Linked DNA regions of Pan troglodytes: region 2 is linked to region 1. A link is a contact called in public Hi-C data. All regions are on one chromosome and are shown on one strand. The core of a region is the stretch at or near the end of the contact, and the rest is flanking DNA. Distances in the headings are between cores, read along the strand shown.

Region 1 (3,403 bases), core at 222-2,721:
GCAGCGAGTAGGTGACCTGAGCGTTGGTGCCTGAGTCTCTGTCTGTGGCGCTGACGCTGCCGATGTGCAGGGCGGGGCTGTTGTTCTCGCGGAGGAACAGGGTGTAGGAGGTTTGGGTGAAGGCGGGGGCGTTGTCATTGACGTCAGAGACCAGCACGGTTATGTTGTACTCGGTTTTCAGCCTGGGTGTCCCCAAGTCTGTGACGGTGATCGTGATGTTGTACTCGGCTTGGCTCTCTCTGTCCAGTGCTTTTTCAGAAACTAGAGTGAAAAAGTTCTTGAAGGTCGGTTTCAGGAAAAAAGGGAGGTTATCTTGAATAGAGCAAATCATCCTCCCATTGTCTCCAGAGTCTTGGTCTAGGATACTAAAAAGAGCTACTAGGGTCTCTGAGGCATTCTCTGGAATTCTCTTTGTAATCGACGATATGGTCACTTCTGGTGGGTTGTCGTTTATATCCATAACTTTAACTAGAAGGGTGCATTTTCCTGAAAGACCCCCACCATCTGTTGCCTGAATATTTATAGTGTAGGACTGTATTACTTCAAAATCCAGGGGTGATCTCAAATTAACTTCCCCAGATATTGGATTAATTTCAAATGTTTTACGAATATCTTCCGATGCATGGAAAAATGTGTAAGATATTTTTCCATAGTTTCCTGCATCCAGATCCTTAGCTGAGATGGTGGCAATCCAGGAGCCAAGGGGTCTGTCCTCAGGGACTTGCACCTCATAGAGACTCTGAGGAAACTCAGGAGCATTATCATTGATGTCCAACACCTTGATGAGAACCAAAGTTGTCCCAGACTTGGGCGGGGATCCACCATCCACTGCTGTGAGTGTTAATCTGAGTTCAGCTTCCTGTTCATAATCTAAAGCTCTATCTAGGACCAGCTCTGGGTATATCTTTCTGTCACTACTGTCTGGAATTTTAATGTAGAAGTGAGAATTGGGGCTAATTGTGTAGTTTTGGAGACTGTTGCTTCCGACATCCAAATCTTGAGCACTCTCCATTAGAAATGTAGCTCCAACAGTGGTACCTTCTGATATTTTAATAAGTATTTCCTTGTCTAGGAATGTAGGGGAGTGATCATTTATGTCTTTGACACGCAGCTCAACCCGAAAAAACTGTAAAGGGTTTTCCAAAACCACCTGAAAATGCAGCACACAGGGCTCGGTGGAGCCACACAGCTCGTCTCGGTCTAGTTTCTCATTTAGGAGCAAATTCCCAGTCAGCAAATCAAGGTGCAAATACTTTTTATTATCATCAGACACTACCCGGGCTTCACGTGAAGACAGCTCCTCCACCCCCAGCCCTAGGTCCCTCGCTAGATTAGCCACAAAAGAGCCAATTTCTGTTTCCTCTGCCACAGAATAGTGTGCAGATTCAGTACCTGCCCGAGACAATCCCAGCAAAACAAGGAATATTAGAACTTGCCTTTTTCGCAGATCGAGTGCCCCTCTGATCTCCATGGTTCCTTTAGGCAATCTCTTGTGGAAAAATTGAAGCTCAGCCGTAATTTCGGAAGCTGAAGCTCTGGTTTTTAACAGGAACCCCCTGGAGAGTGTATCCTCCAGCAGCTCTGTAGGCGAAGCTCCTTTAATGCCTGTCTTTTCAGTGGGTTGGATGCTTTCTGTTCTCCTGAATAGCGAAGCTCACCGTGCCAGCCTATGTACCGTTTTCGTCTTATCCTGTAGCGCCACCATGTGTCTCCATGTTTTTTTTTTTCATTAAAAAAGTTTTCCTCTTTGAAAAAGTAATTCATAAATACATCCGGAACATTCGAAACAAATCCCAGACATTTTTTTTTACCTTTAAATACTTCACTAAGTATTTTTAATAGGTAAGGCCTTCTAAAAGATAATTGTAATATAACTTTCACAATCAACAACTTGAGCAATAATTCCTCGGTGTAATTTATACTGCATTTGGTTTTCCCAGTTCTCTCCAAAATGTCCTTTGCTGTTGGTTTGTTTGAATTTGAATCCAGAAAAGTCCACACACTGCATTATCACTGTTTTGAATGCTCGGCACTAAAGGATCTGTTAAAATATTCTGAACTGAAGAAATAATTTTTTATTTAAGTCATTTCTCGAGTAATTACAAATATATTCTCTCCACTCTTGTAAATACTTGTTGTCAGCTATAGTTGGTAATGTCATTACTTTTTTCACTTTTATATTTTAAAAATATAAAGAAGGACATGGCACAAATAAGTTAGAGACAATTCTTGCTCTTACGGAGCTCACAAGCTAGAAAAATTGGCAGACAAGTAAATGAAGTATGTCATAATGTATGCATTTATAAAAAGTAATATAGAAATACCTAGAAAAGACCTCTTGTACCTAGGAGGCTGCATACCTTAGTGCTTAGGAATATGGGATCTGGAACCAAATTATCAATATTAGAATCCTGGTTATGTGACTCACTATCTATAAGCTTGGGCAAGTTATAGATAACTTTGTTTCCTCACCTGTAAAATGGGGTAATAATAATATTTGTCTCCTATGATTATTATCGTAGGCATCTAATGAGTTAATATTTACAAAGTGGTTTGTAAGTGCTGGTTAAGTGTCTGTCAAAAATAAAATAATTAAGATCGAAGTCGGACTTGGGACATCAGTGAAAGCTTTCCTGAGCTAATGAACAATACATTGTGATCTGAAGGAACTAGCCAGGAGAAGGAGGAATATTTCAGATGGGCATTTTGAGGAACACAGAGAAATGAAGTATGCCTTGGACTTTAAAAACTATGGAAGGGGAGGGTCTAACAATGAAATTAGGGTTAAAAGCATGGTGAGAACATGAATCATTATACAGGTCATATCATGCATTCTTGAATTTATCCTAAAGGTAATTCAAGTACAAAGATGGGTTTTAAATATCTGATTAACATGATTACATCTGCATTTTAAAAAATCAGTTTGGCTGCAGTATGGAGAATTAATTTCAGGGGGAATGACTGGAGAATCAAGGAGATCAGATAAGAGATGATGATCGGATGAGGATAATGCCAGTGTGGATGGAGAGAAGAGGGATGAATAGAAAGGTATGAGGAGATGAAATGTTTTCAACTGTTGGTTGATAGGTTGCATGGGGAGAAAAACGGGAAAGACTCAGAAATGATATCACACCTCTGGACTGGGCAACTGGATGACTAGTGGTGTCATTCACTAGGACAGGGAATGCTAAAAAAAACATGATTGGGGTGGAAAAAGACGAAGTGTTCAGTTTCGAACATGCTGATATTGAGGTAAATGCCTGTAGGATGTGTGTTTGTGTGTTTGCGTGGTGGTGGGGTGTGTGTGTGTGTGTTTGCATATAACCAAAGCATAGGAAATAAATCTGAGCTTGCAATATGAACTGTGGTGTGTATATATATATATATATATAGAGAGAGAGAG
Region 2 (3,517 bases), core at 671-3,170, 300 kb before region 1:
TCAGCATGGTGAAACCCCATCTCTACTAAAAATACAAAAAAAATCAGCTGGGCGTGATGGTGCGCGCCTGTAGTTCCAGCTACTTGGGAGGCTGAGGCAGGAGAATTGCTTGAACCCAGGAGGTGGAGGTTGCAATGAGCCAAGATCGCGCCACTGCACTCCTGCCTGGCGATAGAACAAAACCCTGTCTCAAACAAACAAAACAAACAAACAAACAAACAAACAACAGTTTAAACTGCCACCTTCTTTTTTTATAGGTGTACCATAGTTCACAGTTTACTATTCCCCTATTTAGGGGTACCTACATGGCTTTGGTTTTTGCTGTTATAAACAGTGCTGTATTGAACATCCCTTTGCATGCCAGTACTCATCTTTGAGTAATTCCTTGGGCTAGAGAAGTGGGTCTGCTTCTTGGTCTTGGTCTTGGTCCTTTACTCCTTGGCTGCACAGCTTTGTGAAGGATGCACAGGAACAGTATAACAAGCTGCGGATGATGCATTCTAACATGGAGACCCTCTATAAGGAGCTGGGCGAGTACTTCCTCTTTGACCCCAAGAAGTTGTCTGTTGAAGAATTTTTCATGGATCTTCACAATTTTCGGAATATGTTTTTGGTGAGCAAGGGATACTTGCTGACTGAATCTTTTGTGGGCATTTCTCACTTTCCCCTGGGTTCCTGTTGGCTGGTAGTAGGTATACAATGCCCATGTGTTCCTTCCTCCTCTTCCCTGCCCCAGCAAGCAGTCAAGGAGAACCAGAAGCGGCGGGAGACAGAAGAAAAGATGAGGCGAGCAAAACTAGCCAAGGAGAAGGCAGAGAAGGAGCGGCTAGAGAAGCAGCAGAAGAGAGAGCAACTCATAGACATGAATGCAGGTGAGGAGTGAAGACGGGTTGATGGGCTGAGATAGGAATGTTGGGAAGACTTCTCTGCCTAGAGTCTAGAGGCAGAGTCTCATGTCTGAGCTCACCTCCTGGCAAATGATTTTTGGCAGTCTTCACTCCGAGATCCTGATGCCGGACTTTAACCCCAATTCTGATACATGCGCATTCCAACTTGCCCTGGTTAAACTATTACCTTTTCTCTCCTTTGCTCGCTCTTGCGTTCTCTCTCATTCCTCTGTGATTGTGGTATTGCTGTGATATATACTGTTTTCCTTCTGTCCGTCCAAAGGTTCCTCTGGCCTGTTCTCATTCCCTCCACTAAATCTTTCGGGTTTTTTTCTCTAAAATATTTTCCTGACGCTCCTCCCATCTTTTAATTGTGGCGTGTCTTCCCTTTCTGCTTATTTCACAAAGTACTATGTCCCTAGTACCTTAGCCCAGTTGTACGCACAATTAGATTTTAAATGGATTGAACTTTTGGAGCGGGTGGGGAGCCGGTCACCCTCTTCTTTCTTCAGCAGAATCTCTGTTTCACTCCCAGAAGCATGTCTTTGTTGAAACATATGGTTTCAATTACTGGCCCTCTGTTTCCTGTCTCTGCTTCTTTCTTGCTGCAGATTCCCTACCCCTTCGCCCCCACTGCTGTCTCTGTGGGCAGCGCCAATACAGCATACGCTGCTCACACAGCACTGAGCTGATGCCACCCTCCTCTGAACCTGAGGGGCCACAAGCCTTCTGCAAATGAAGAGGTGTTCACAGAGCTGCTGAGTTTGTTAGGAATCAGTATTTTACAGAGCACAGGCACAAGGGCTGCTCTGATACCTCTTGCTACCAGGGACTTTTTATACTTTTCTGTAAAGCAATTTCCTTGCCCTTAGTTGTAAGCCACAACTTCGTAATGCTATTAAAGCCCACACCAAGTATCCTTCACCTTCCCCTGGGACTCCAGGGTTTGTCCCCAGGTACTGGCTAGGATGCAGTGGGGGAAGGTGGAGTCCCGCTGACATGTGGGATGAGGGCTGCACACGGTCAACAGGTGGCGTAATGGACCTTGCCCAGTTTCCAGTACCCGGGTCAAGCAAATGAGGGTGGAATGTAGGTCAGCTGCACTGGTGATGCTCAGCCAGCAGGTGGCGCTGGGAGCAGTGAGCCCCAGCCTTGGATCTGGCAGCCTATGGACTTTTTCGGATTTCACAGTTTCAGATTTCACTATCCTAAGCTGTTGCCATGGAAACCGAGCCAGGCTAGAACAAGGATTCTACATTAACTCTTTGTATTCCAGCCAGGCTGCTCCTCTTAGATGCAGAGGACTTAGACTTCAGGAAGACTTAGCCACTGGAGGCAGTACTTCAGGAAAGTGTACTCTTTGATCAGTGGTCTTTCCTCAGCCCTGCTCTGAAACCTAACCAGGCAAAACACTTTAGGATAAAAGGGAGTGATATAGTTGCTTAGTAATTTCACAATCGTAGTCTCTACTTATCCTGGTCTTGGAGTTGGGCAGTTGTATAATTTTGTTGCTAGTCCTGATTGGGGTGGGGAGGATGGCATTGCGGGAAAATATCCCAAGGTCTGCATTGGATAATAGGCAATGAGATCTTTTGTTTTAACCATTTTTGAGCAGATACAAGTAAACATGAGCGTGTGAGACTTAAGGCTGAGCTCTCTTTGCCTCTTCTTAGCTGCCAGCTGCTGTGGGAGAGGGGAAATCAAGCAATAGCCATGCATTTTGTGTGGGGCTTGATATTTGCCATGCTGCTCTGGCTGAAGAGTTCACATCTCCATCTTGTTCTTTATAACAGAGGGCGATGAGACAGGTGTGATGGACAGTCTTCTAGAAGCCCTGCAGTCAGGGGCAGCATTCCGACGGAAGAGAGGGCCCCGTCAAGGTAAGTAAGCACATGGAGCTCATCCTGGGTGTCGAAGGGGGTGAGGGCTCTCTACTCCTGCCAGTCTGCGGCTAAAGAGCAAATAATGATGCTCTAAGCATCTTTTTAGTCCCTGCATCCAGAACGGATTATCTAGTCCTCTTCTTCCCATGTTACAGAGTAGCGACTTAGAAAACTGGGGTTTAAGGGACTGGCAATAAATCAGTTACATTGGATTATGCCGCATTTCTCCCCACTCTTGAAGCAGATATTTGGAACAAAGGAACTGAGCTGCAGGACCCAGGGATTTGAGTTGGCATTTGTGTGTATGAACAAAAGTTGATCTAAATACAAAATGTATATTAGGTATAGATTGAAATTCAAAGAAAAAATAAGTCAGAGTCCTTACCCTGGACTTCACAAGTAGAAGACATACGTAGAGAGAACTAATAATAGAAAGTATAAAATTTTGTAGACAGGTTTAGGCATCATTATTCCCAGATAGAAAAATATAGAGGAGCATCTCAGTTGAAGGATTATGCCGTGTCTGAAAACTACCTTTTCCTTGAGTGCAGTTAGCCTCTATTGCCCTTGCCTTCCCCATCACTGCCCTGCAATCTCCTTTCATGTCCTTTGGAAGATCTAAGTGGATTACATTGAGCTAGAGATTCTAAAAAGAATTATGGAGCTAGGACAAGTGATCCAGGCATTAGTATGGGAAAAGATTAATGAATAAGTTCCCTTTCAGGGAAGCTTACAGTGGCCAAGAGA

What was found. Hi-C and Micro-C count contacts between places; a contact is called where the count stands out from the background.
Region 2: a contact with region 1 is called in a Hi-C map of induced pluripotent stem cells, with 2.5 times the contacts expected there. The contact joins the enhancer-like site here to the promoter of PCDHB14 in region 1. A contact is called at or near these places in 2 of 7 Hi-C or Micro-C datasets (both in induced pluripotent stem cells).

Annotation. Positions count from the first base shown.
Region 1 is chr4:138,944,590-138,947,992 of NHGRI_mPanTro3-v2.0_pri, reverse strand. PCDHB14 (protocadherin beta 14) reads right to left here and starts at 1,471. Exons shown (of 1, transcript NM_001024131.2): 1 at 1-1,471. The coding sequence starts at 1,471.
Region 2 is chr4:139,244,859-139,248,375 of NHGRI_mPanTro3-v2.0_pri, reverse strand. It overlaps DIAPH1 (diaphanous related formin 1), which reads left to right. Exons shown (of 29, transcript XM_016953957.4): 25 at 450-613; 26 at 737-872; 27 at 2,681-2,767. Among named protein-coding and RNA genes, the nearest start is that of PCDHGC5, 36 kb to the right of the region's middle. Within about 2 kb of position 1,920, at least 11 of the 24 cell types and tissues checked have an H3K27ac peak or open chromatin away from gene starts, as enhancers often do. A contact at or near this core is called in induced pluripotent stem cells, where this site is marked.